Regions from separate parts of the Hordeum vulgare genome. Here region 1 is linked to region 2. Evidence: chromatin contacts called from public Hi-C data. All regions are on one chromosome and are shown on one strand. The core of a region is the stretch at or near the end of the contact, and the rest is flanking DNA. Distances in the headings are between cores, read along the strand shown. Region 1 holds the start of LOC123413120 (polyubiquitin-like). Region 2 has its middle 45 kb from the start of LOC123413175.

What was found. Hi-C and Micro-C count contacts between places; a contact is called where the count stands out from the background.
Region 1: a Hi-C map of seedling shows a contact between it and region 2, with 2.6 times the contacts expected there. The contact joins the promoter of LOC123413120 here to the enhancer-like site in region 2. A contact is called at or near these places in 3 of 6 Hi-C or Micro-C datasets (leaf and seedling).

What each region holds. Positions count from the first base shown.
Region 1 is chr7H:586,538,284-586,543,321 of MorexV3_pseudomolecules_assembly, reverse strand. LOC123413120 (polyubiquitin-like) reads left to right here and starts at 2,899. Exons shown (of 2, transcript XM_045106073.1): 1 at 2,899-3,095; 2 at 4,279-5,038. The coding sequence starts at 4,279.
Region 2 is chr7H:586,483,510-586,488,699 of MorexV3_pseudomolecules_assembly, reverse strand. No RefSeq gene overlaps it. Among protein-coding and RNA genes, the nearest start is that of LOC123413175, 45 kb to the right of the region's middle. Within about 2 kb of position 1,354, at least 1 of the 3 cell types and tissues checked has open chromatin away from gene starts, as enhancers often do. A contact at or near this core is called in seedling, where this site is marked.

The DNA of each region.
Region 1 (5,038 bases), core at 1,650-4,149, 53 kb before region 2:
AGGGGATGAGCGATCTACGTACCCTTGTAGATCGTACAGCAGAAGTGATTTAGAGATCGCGGTTGATGTAGTGGAACGTCCTCACGTCCCTCGATCCGCCCCGCGAACAATCCCGCGATCAGTCCCACGATCTAGTACCGAACGGACGGCACCTCCGCGTTCAGCACACGTACAGCTCGACGATGATCTCGGCCTTCTTGATCCAGCAAGAGAGACGGAGAGGTAGAAGAGTTCTCCGGCAGCGTGACGGCGCTCCGGAGGTTGGTGATGATCTTGTCTCAGCAGGGCTCCGCCCGAGCTCCGCAGAAACGTGATCTAGAGGAAAAACTATGGAGGTATGTGGTCGGGCAGCCGTGAGAAAGTCGTCTCAAATCAGCCCTAAAACCTCCGTATATATAGGTGGGAGGGAGGGGAGGAGGCAGCCTCAAAACCTAAAGGTTTGGCCGAAATTGGAGGTGGAGGAGTCCTACTCCAATCCTACTTGGAGTAGGATTCCACCTTCCCACTTGGAAACTCTTTCCACCTTGTGTTTTTTCCTTCTCAAACCTTATGGGCCTTAGTGGGAACTTATTCCACCCCACTAGGGGCTGGTTTATCTCTTCCCATAGCCCATGAGACCCCTTGGGGCGTGACACCCCTCCCGATGGTCCCCGGCACCCCTCCCGGCACTCCCGGTACACTACCGATGAGCCCGAAACTTTTCCGGTAATGCCCGGAAACTTTCCGGTAACCAAATGAGGTCATCCTATATATCAATCTTTGTCTCCGGACCATTCCGGAAACCCTCGTGACGTCTGTGATCCCATCCGGGACTCCGAACAACATTCGGTAACCAACCATATAACTCAAATACGCATAAAACATCGTCGAACCTTAAGTGTGCAGACCCTGCGGGTTCGAGAACTATGTAGACATGACCCGAGAGACTCCTCGGTCAATATCCAATAGCGGGACCTGGATGCCCATATTGGATCCTACGTATTCTACGAAGATCTTATCGTTTGAACCTCAGTGCCAAGGATTCGTATAATCCCGTATGTCATTCCCTTTGTCCTTCGGTATGTTACTTGCCCGAGATTCGATCGTCAGTATCCGTATACCTATTTCAACCTCGTTTACCGGCAAGTCTCTTTACTCGTTCCGTAATACAAGATCCCGCAACTTACACTAAGCTACATTGCTTGCAAGGCTTATGTGTGATGTTGTATTACCGAGTGGGCCCCGAGATACCTCTCCGTCAGACGGAGTGACAAATCCCAGTCTCGATCCATACTAACTCAACGAACACCTTCGGAGATACCTGTAGAGCATCTTTATAGTCACCCAGTTACGTTGCGACGTTTGATACACACAAAGCATTCCTCCGGTGTCCGTGAGTTATATGATCTCATGGTCATAGGAACAAATACTTGACACGCAGAAAACAGTAGCAACAAAATGACACGATCAACATGCTACGTCTATTAGTTTGGGTCTAGTCCATCACATGATTCTCCTAATGATGTGATCCCGTTATCAAGTGACAACACTTGCCTATGGCCAGGAAACCTTGACCATCTTTGATCAACGAGCTAGTCAACTAGAGGCTTACTAGGGACAGTGTTTTGTCTATATATCCACACAAGTATTGTGTTTCCAATCAATACAATTATAGCATGGATAATAAACGATTATCATGAACTAAGAAATATAATAATAACTAATTTATTATTGCCTCTAGGGCATATTTCCAACAGGCACGGGGTAGGGTCGCGTCCTATGTGACGGACTAATCAGGCACTTCCGAACGCGTCCGCGAGCCCTCATATCCTTCCCATATTTGAGATGGATATGAGGATTCAAGAAAAGATCGGGCATATAGGAACGATATGAGGGGGTACGATTGGGTCAATTTTTTTACTTCTCTCTTATGTCCTGTCATTGATCGGACTTGTCCGCGGACGTATGAGGGGTCATTTAAGGGGTCGGGTAGTAGATGCTCTTAATGCAGTTTCTCGGTCCTTCTTGTTTAGAAAAAGGGTCGCGATATCTGCCGCACGTGCGACAGGTGGGAGGTACCTGGTGCACGCCCTGTGTGGCATCCATCCAGGCCAGCCCACACGCCCACGTTCGGGCGTCTCAATGCACAACCCGCACGACCGGTGGCTGGACCGGTCGCCCGCACGACCCTGGCTTGCCACCGCGTTGTCCTTCACATTCGGTAGTTGCCATGTAGGAAAAGTAGTTGCCATGCAGACGAGCAGCAAAAAGAGATGAAATGAAAAAACAGTTGCCATCCACTTTGCTGGTAGTTGTCGTCGTAGTGGCTGGGCCGGTCGCCCGCACGACTCAGGCTTGCCACCGCGCTGGCCTCCATGTTCGGTAGTTGCCATGCATGAAAAGCAGTTGCCATGCAGACGAGCAACTATAGTAGATGGAATGAAAAGCAGTTGCCATCCCATTTTGCTGGCAGTTGTCATCCCGCTTCGTTGACAGTTGTCATGCAGATTGAACAACAACTATGCACATGTAGTTGCCATGCAGTAGTGGAGGGGAAGTGCGAGGCGTGTGAGCGCAACCATCGGCCCGCCACATGCAGGCCTCGCACTGCAAAAACAATCCGAGAGACGGTGGACGTGTGAATGAAGAGGATGAACGTCCACACACTGGTCCGATCATAATTAACATATAAAAATTGCTAAAATTAGTGCAACCGCAAACGGACGAAGATCCACGCGTGTGAGCGATTTGCAAACGTGGGTTATCTTTTTTTTTCTTAAAAAAAACACAGCCAAACGCCCAACTTCCCAAACAGCGTTACCTTTTTTTTTTTTTGGAGATAAACCAAACAGCGTTGCCTTTGGAATCTTCTCCGGTATATTGACTTTTTTTGCGTGGTGGAGGACGCACTCTGCGACCGCCTCTCCTCTTCCTATCCTCACACGTCACGCGTGGTTCTTCTTCCTTCCTCCCACCGCTCCCGTCCGATCCAATCCCGGCTATAAATTCCCCGCCCCCTCCCGTCTCCTCCTCCACACATCCGATCCGATCCAATCCAATCCAGTCCCCTTTCCGATCGAAGCGAAGCCAAGGCTCTCTCGTCCTCCTCCTTCAAGGTATGCGATGCGAGCCTCCGATTTCTTCCCCTACTTCCGCGCGTGCGTGCCCTGGCATCGTTGCCGGTTATTGTTGGTTCCCCTCGATTAAATCTGTTGGTCGAGGCGTTATTGCCGTTGATGATTGATTACAGCTCGTTCCGGTACTCGAGGTTGATTAGGCTCGGTTGTAGTTAAATCTCTCAGGATTATGCCATGATTTTCGAGTAGATCTGCCGATTCTGGTGCGATTGTTGTTGGGTCGCTTCATCTCATCTAGTTGTAGTTTGTTAGTTCTGCTCGGTTTTTGATTAATCTTCTGGTAATTTTATGGATTTATTATGATTTTGTACCGCTCATGATACACCGTATTATTGGGATGCGACTGCTGTTGGTTCGGTTCGGTTCATCCATCTAGTTATAGTTAGCTAGTTGCTGATTTTGTAGCCGTATGGTCTGTGAAGGGATACACTTGTGATTTGCCAGCTTAATAGTTCTGATTTGTAGTTGCATGTAGCATCTGTAGCTGGGCATCGATTCGACTCTTAGATTCATGTCGGTTTGTCAACGTTACAGTTCGTTCCTAGAATTAACCAGCTTGTTCCGTACAGCTAGATTACCCGTGCTAGCCGTTATATTGCGCTGGCTGATAACTAGATATGCTAATATTTAGTTCTGGAAAAATTTAGCACTGCTTCTGTATCCATGGGGTCTAGGGGATTCTAAGTTGAAATTTTATCTGTCTCCATGTGGTTCATCTATTATTTGACGTATTGCAGATTTCCCTGTACCGTGCCTTGCTCTTGTTCTGGATGCTTTGTTTGTACAGATGCAGATCTTTGCTAAAGACTAGCAATACATTGTACTCCCTCCGTTCCTAAATATAAGACGTTTTAGAGATTTTATTATAGACTACATACGGAGCAAAATGAATGAATCTACATTCTAAATATGTCTACACATCACTATGTAGTTAATAGTGGAATCTCTAAAACGTCTTATATTTAGGAACGGAGGGAGTATCATCTTGGTTCATCTATTGCTTATAGATCTGCTAATATAGTTTGATGCATCAGCTATAGGGTTCATCGTTACAATTCCATCTCTGTTGTACCTCTGGTACATGCATTGTTTTGATTTACTGCATGCTTCTATTTCTCTGTACAGTGCCTTACTCTTGTTCTGGTATGTTCTGTATCTACAGATGCAGATCTTTGTGAAGACCCTGACCGGCAAGACCATCACCCTCGAGGTTGAGTCCTCGGACACCATCGACAACGTCAAGGCTAAGATCCAGGACAAGGAGGGCATCCCTCCGGATCAGCAGCGTCTCATCTTTGCTGGCAAGCAGCTTGAGGATGGCCGCACCCTGGCCGACTATAACATCCAGAAGGAGTCCACACTCCACCTGGTGCTCAGGCTCCGTGGTGGCATGCAGATTTTCGTCAAGACCCTGACTGGCAAGACCATCACCCTGGAGGTTGAGTCCTCTGACACCATCGACAATGTGAAGGCCAAGATCCAGGACAAGGAGGGCATTCCCCCGGACCAGCAGCGTCTCATCTTTGCTGGCAAGCAGCTCGAGGATGGCCGCACCCTGGCTGACTATAACATCCAGAAGGAGTCCACACTCCACCTGGTGCTCAGGCTCCGTGGTGGCATGCAAATCTTCGTCAAGACCCTGACCGGCAAGACCATCACCCTGGAGGTCGAGTCCTCTGACACCATCGACAACGTGAAGGCCAAGATCCAGGACAAGGAGGGCATTCCCCCGGACCAGCAGCGTCTAATCTTCGCTGGCAAGCAGCTCGAGGATGGCCGCACCCTTGCGGATTACAACATTCAGAAGGAATCCACCCTCCACCTGGTGCTCAGGCTTCGCGGTGGCATGCAAATCTTTGTAAAGACCCTCACCGGCAAGACCATCACATTGGAGGTGGAGTCTTCGGACACCATTGACAATG
Region 2 (5,190 bases), core at 105-2,604:
ATTTTTATGCTAGACAAGGACTTTGATCGTTCTATAGTAAATATACCTTTCGGTAGGTCATTATTGTTCTCCTACTCACTAGGTCTAGAGTTTGATTCATGGGCCACTTACATTTCTGATTATTTTGCACCCAATATATTTTTGTCAAAAAGTTTGACCTAGCTACCTTGACCAGTTAGTAGTTGAAAATGGACTAACCATCAGGAAAAGAATGAATGATGTCTACGTTGTGCGGCTACGCCTTCTTATCTAGTTGTTGAAATTCAAATTTATTCAAAAAACAAAATTTAATTGATCTCACGAAATTGTTTGGAAATTTGGACTATTTTGAGGGTTTACAAATTTCAGTCTCACACAATTGAAAACTGCAAACGCAAACAGTAGTCAGAGACACCAAGTTAGGCTGTTAGCTAGTTAGGGACCTTAGGGTATTTTTATTGTTTGCCAGAGTAGTGATTAGCACTGCTTCTTGGCTCATGTTGTTTCTGAATCTGTAGTGATCGTTGTGTGTGCATGGGGTACTATATAAGGTAAAATCCTGATTTTTCTTGCTACAAAGAGATGGCATCAGAATTGGCTTCAAGTTCTGAAAAAAGTTTACATCGGTATCATCAATCCAGTAACAGTTTCTGATTTGCTATTGTTCAAATCTGTGAATAAATCCACTTTTGATGCATTTACTAACTTGGTAATTGGACTCGGTTTGCATCAGTTGGTAATTATCCTCAGTATGCATGAATCCACTTTTTCTGTGATGTCTATTACTATTCCAAGAATTTTCCAGTTTGCATCAGTTCTGAAAAACAGTAACCTTCTGGTTAATCAACATAAATGTTTTGATTCCCATGTTAACATTGCTGAGAAATTATCTGGTAGAAAATCTGATTGATCAAGCTCATGCCAAACTTAACAATGTCAATTGTAGGTACTGTTTTTAGAGGTTTTCTTCATGTCTTTTTTTTGTTCATAGATTTTTGCATATACCCCTGACGGACTGACCTCAAGATTCCAGCTCATGATGGATCTGTGTATGAAAATGTCTCAGGCATAAACATGAAGGATCGAGGAATCAAGCAGTGGACCGTGGACTGTACTTCGTTTGTGTTTGAAATTTTATTGTAGTTCGTGTCATTCCGATGAGATGATTTTTAGATGCGACAAGTTCGAAACCTTAGTTTGATGTTTTAAGTTAGTTGTTATACCCAAACTGATCAATAGGAACTACGATACATCAGTAATACATCACTTTTAGGCAGCAGCAGGAGTATTTTGTTTGAATACAATAGTTTCAACTGAGCCTAATCATTTATGTGGGATGTGGGATGCCCACTTATCCTGCGGAAATTATGTGGGCACATGCGGGCCTCCTGCTTAACCTATATGGCAGATGTCGGGCGGATGCGGGCCTCCCATGGATTGTCCCACTTGCAGCATGAACCCTGCCTGCTTTTCTACTCGTCTATCCCAGCTAGTTCATTTCATCTAGTCACCATATGATTAATAATATTTCAATCATCAAACATTATTAACTACTGATTAATCTAGTGCCAAGATTTGTTCAGCTGTCCATGTCGCCATCTTGCACTACATAATTATCAGGTTTACGCGCATGGTCATTTTCTAACTTAATACATTGTCATCATGCTGCCGATTAATAAATTCATCTTAGCACATACGATCCCTATCATGATCCCTATCTTAGATCAAAGACGCACCGCAAAGACAACTTCAATCTGCTGCCCTTAGGTTGACACATTAATCTTCCAAAACCATGACTTTTACTTAACTCGGGATTCAGCATGCCAAGTTGCACATCAAGAAAACCGAAACGAATCCTTTTGAAAGAAGTATACTAGCACAAATTCTTTTGTTGCAACAGAGAAAAGATAAACATGCATTGCAAGTAGACAAAGGTTTGAACTTTGATAGTGGACGGTATAATGCTTCTATTCTTTCACTTTCTGCAGTTTCCAGAGATGAAAACGACTGTCAATGTGTCCCAGGATCGGTTTACATCTGCAGTGTATTGTTTGTATTTGAGGAAAAAGTTTACATCTGCAGTGTACTGTTTACATTTATTGTGTATTTGATAGCCTGTATATAAATACAAACAGTTTACATCTGCAGTGTACTGCTTACATCTATCAGTATGAAGAAAAAGATGTAAACGGGGCAAGGCCTCCTTTTTGAAATTTTTTTTACTGTGTATTGTCCCGGGCTGCCAATTTACATCTGCAGTGTACTGTTTGTACTTGATAGTCTAATCACATCTATATGTTGTCACGTGCATTTTTGTGAGGACGATTTAGGGAGCACTATCGGCAAGCCAGCTTGGGCACCCGCGATGCAGGATACGCTAGCAGTTTGGTGCGCCGCCAAGCCAATGTTAGTGCTAATCTTGTTACATGGTTTGGTTCAGATATTACACTAGTCATTAGGTGGTTGCATTAGTTGAGTAGTAGGCTCTTCATGTCACGTCTAGTTATCATTATTCTTTGTTAGCTAGTTAGTTAGGCACGAGCCGTGCATGCATTTGCATGGGCATGATGAGATGCATCCGTTTGCATCGGGCTGTTTCCTTCTGTTTAGCATCGCGTGGTAGACACGTTCAGGAGCTCGTGGGATGGCACGAGCTAACCGGATCGTGGCGCGTTTGTAGGATCCCTACAAGCCACGTTTTCCCTTCTGTAACCGAATAATGAGAGATAGAAGTATAAAGGAAGAAAAGCCGAGAAGGAAGTTAACCGGCACAAAAAAATTCTCTCGTGTGGGTCTCCCTGTGTTTCCTTCTCCACTGTGTACGCGTGTGTTTCCGGCCTGTGATCCAACAGCCAAAGGCCGTGAGAGCATTTGTCACCCTATTCCTCTGGGAAATGTGGAAGCACAGGAACTCTATAGTGTTTGAGGGTGCCTCACCCTCGATCCATGTGGTCATCAGGAGGATTGTGGAAGATGTCTGCAAGCTTTTCATAGACACTTCGCATATTTTCCTTTTCTGAAACCTCTCATGCCGAACTAACTACTTGAACAAGTATCTAGCAAAGATAAAAAGAACCGTCCAACACAAACTGTCCATGCATGTCTGCAGTTTTGCTTCTGACGAGTTTGAGCACCAGAACCCAACAATATCGTGTCCTGGCATGGATCCTCCAAAGCGGATGTACTACCCGAGGTGGTCTCACAACAAGAATACTACTAGCTTATAAATAAAGGAGAAGTAATTAATATTTAAAGAGAGGGAACCTAGAAGTGAGTACAAAAGAGAGTGAATGGGGCAATGCAATTCTTTATACGTGGGATATGGTGGTCCTATTTCTATTTAACAGTCGTAAATTCACAATGACAAAAGTTTGGTCAGGATGGATGGCAGGGCAGAAATGGTCTAGTAGAATGGTAAAAAGTGGAGGAACCATTTTTTTGGGTGCAAACATTGACAAAAGCTTTACATGCTCACAAGTTCTCATACTGAAAATACATTCGTCGAAGTCGTCGTGCCAAAACAAACAAAATCAGCCCTCCAAAATGCTTTCAAAAATAACACTTTGGAGCATCAATTTTGTTCTTTTTGCCATGACTTTCACAAATATGAGTTCAGTTCAAAATGTTGTGGGAACGTAAAATTTTTGTCAATGTTTAACCAAAAATAATTCATATTTTTTTCGGTTTTACTTTTCACCGAATTTGAGCTCGAGATAAAAATCTCCACTTCCCAAATACATTTCCTTCCTTTCTTAGTTCAAAGATCAAATGCTTGTAGTTAGCTTCTCTGGATATTCTATTTATTATTTGAACTATTTGAAATATTCAAGATAGACATATAGAGAGTGATTTTTCTACACCCCTGCTCAGTGCACCCATGCAAGAAAACATAGCAAAATATTTCAAAAAATTCTGAAACTTTATGGGTATGATCAACAACAAATGTTACGGGCACTTGCAAAATTTGTCGGTCAAATAACTGTCAAGGAGCTCTATAAAAAAGGCAAAATCATTGAAAATTAGTCAAATTGTCTTGGCCTAGCTAGACCAGGTCAATGCGAGCTACGTTAACGACTACGTGGCCCTGCAAACCAACCTGTGATTGGATGGTTAGAGGGACAGTTGTATACCCCAACCCTTCAGGGTTCAAGTCCTACTGCTTGCATTATTTCTGGATTTATTTCAGGATTTCCTGCGATACACTTTCAATGGGAGGAGACTTTTCCGTCGACGACGAGGCGCCTACGATAACTTTGTAAATCTCAAGATGATACGCCGGCTCAGTCTCTCAGAGATTCTCATAGAGATAGGATGTATGTGTGTGCGTTATAGGGTGAGTGTATACGCGTGTATATAAGCGCTTGCATCTGTACTGTGTTAATAAACGACCATGTGGCCCTGACTGGTGGGGCTAGGACGTCAAGTTCGCTGTCAAAACACGGCCAACCGATCAGTTAGTGCTTTCGATTACTTGAAATCGTGTTTCTGACAAACTTTTATGTAAACGGTGTTATTTCGCACCGAGCGACGCAATTGTGATGGTTTTTGGCAATTTGGTTCTTTAGCTAAACTTTTTTTTGAACCGGTTCTCTAACTAAACATCCCAGCCAGGCAATAGGATTCTATCTCATCCGAAGTATAGCTCATATGAGCAAGGCTACTTGTTTGGTTTATTTGCCTAGCCTCCACTAAACCACGATCACAGCAGCAGTTACTGGCTTGATAGACTTGTGCTCAATTTTTGCCGATGGAGGCGAGCCAAATTGGCTCTCCAGTCCGGGCATGGATTTTCTAGCCTATGCAGGCTAGTTTGCTAGGCAAAGCTAGCTTTTTTCTATTCCACCAAACAGCCATCCTGGCTCGGCAAGGCTAGAATTAGTCTTGCTTGAGATCCAAATGCATTACTCCTCTCTAACCATCTAACTATAGGTTGATTCGCTGCACATCAATGAAATTGAAACCGTTTTTCCTTGCATAAATAGATACCATAAACACGTGGTACAAGTAAAAAGCCCACCCTGGAAAAAAAGAAGTAAAATGCCCTCCTTTGAACTTTGATGCAGTTGAGTCGCAGCCAAAGCAAGGAAAGCCTCTGCATCACAATACACATGGAGAAAGGTGTAACAGCACCCGGGTGCCTAGGCATCCTCTATGAACAGTAAAATCAAAAAAATAAAAAAAAATTCAAAAGAATCTGAAACTTTGCAATAT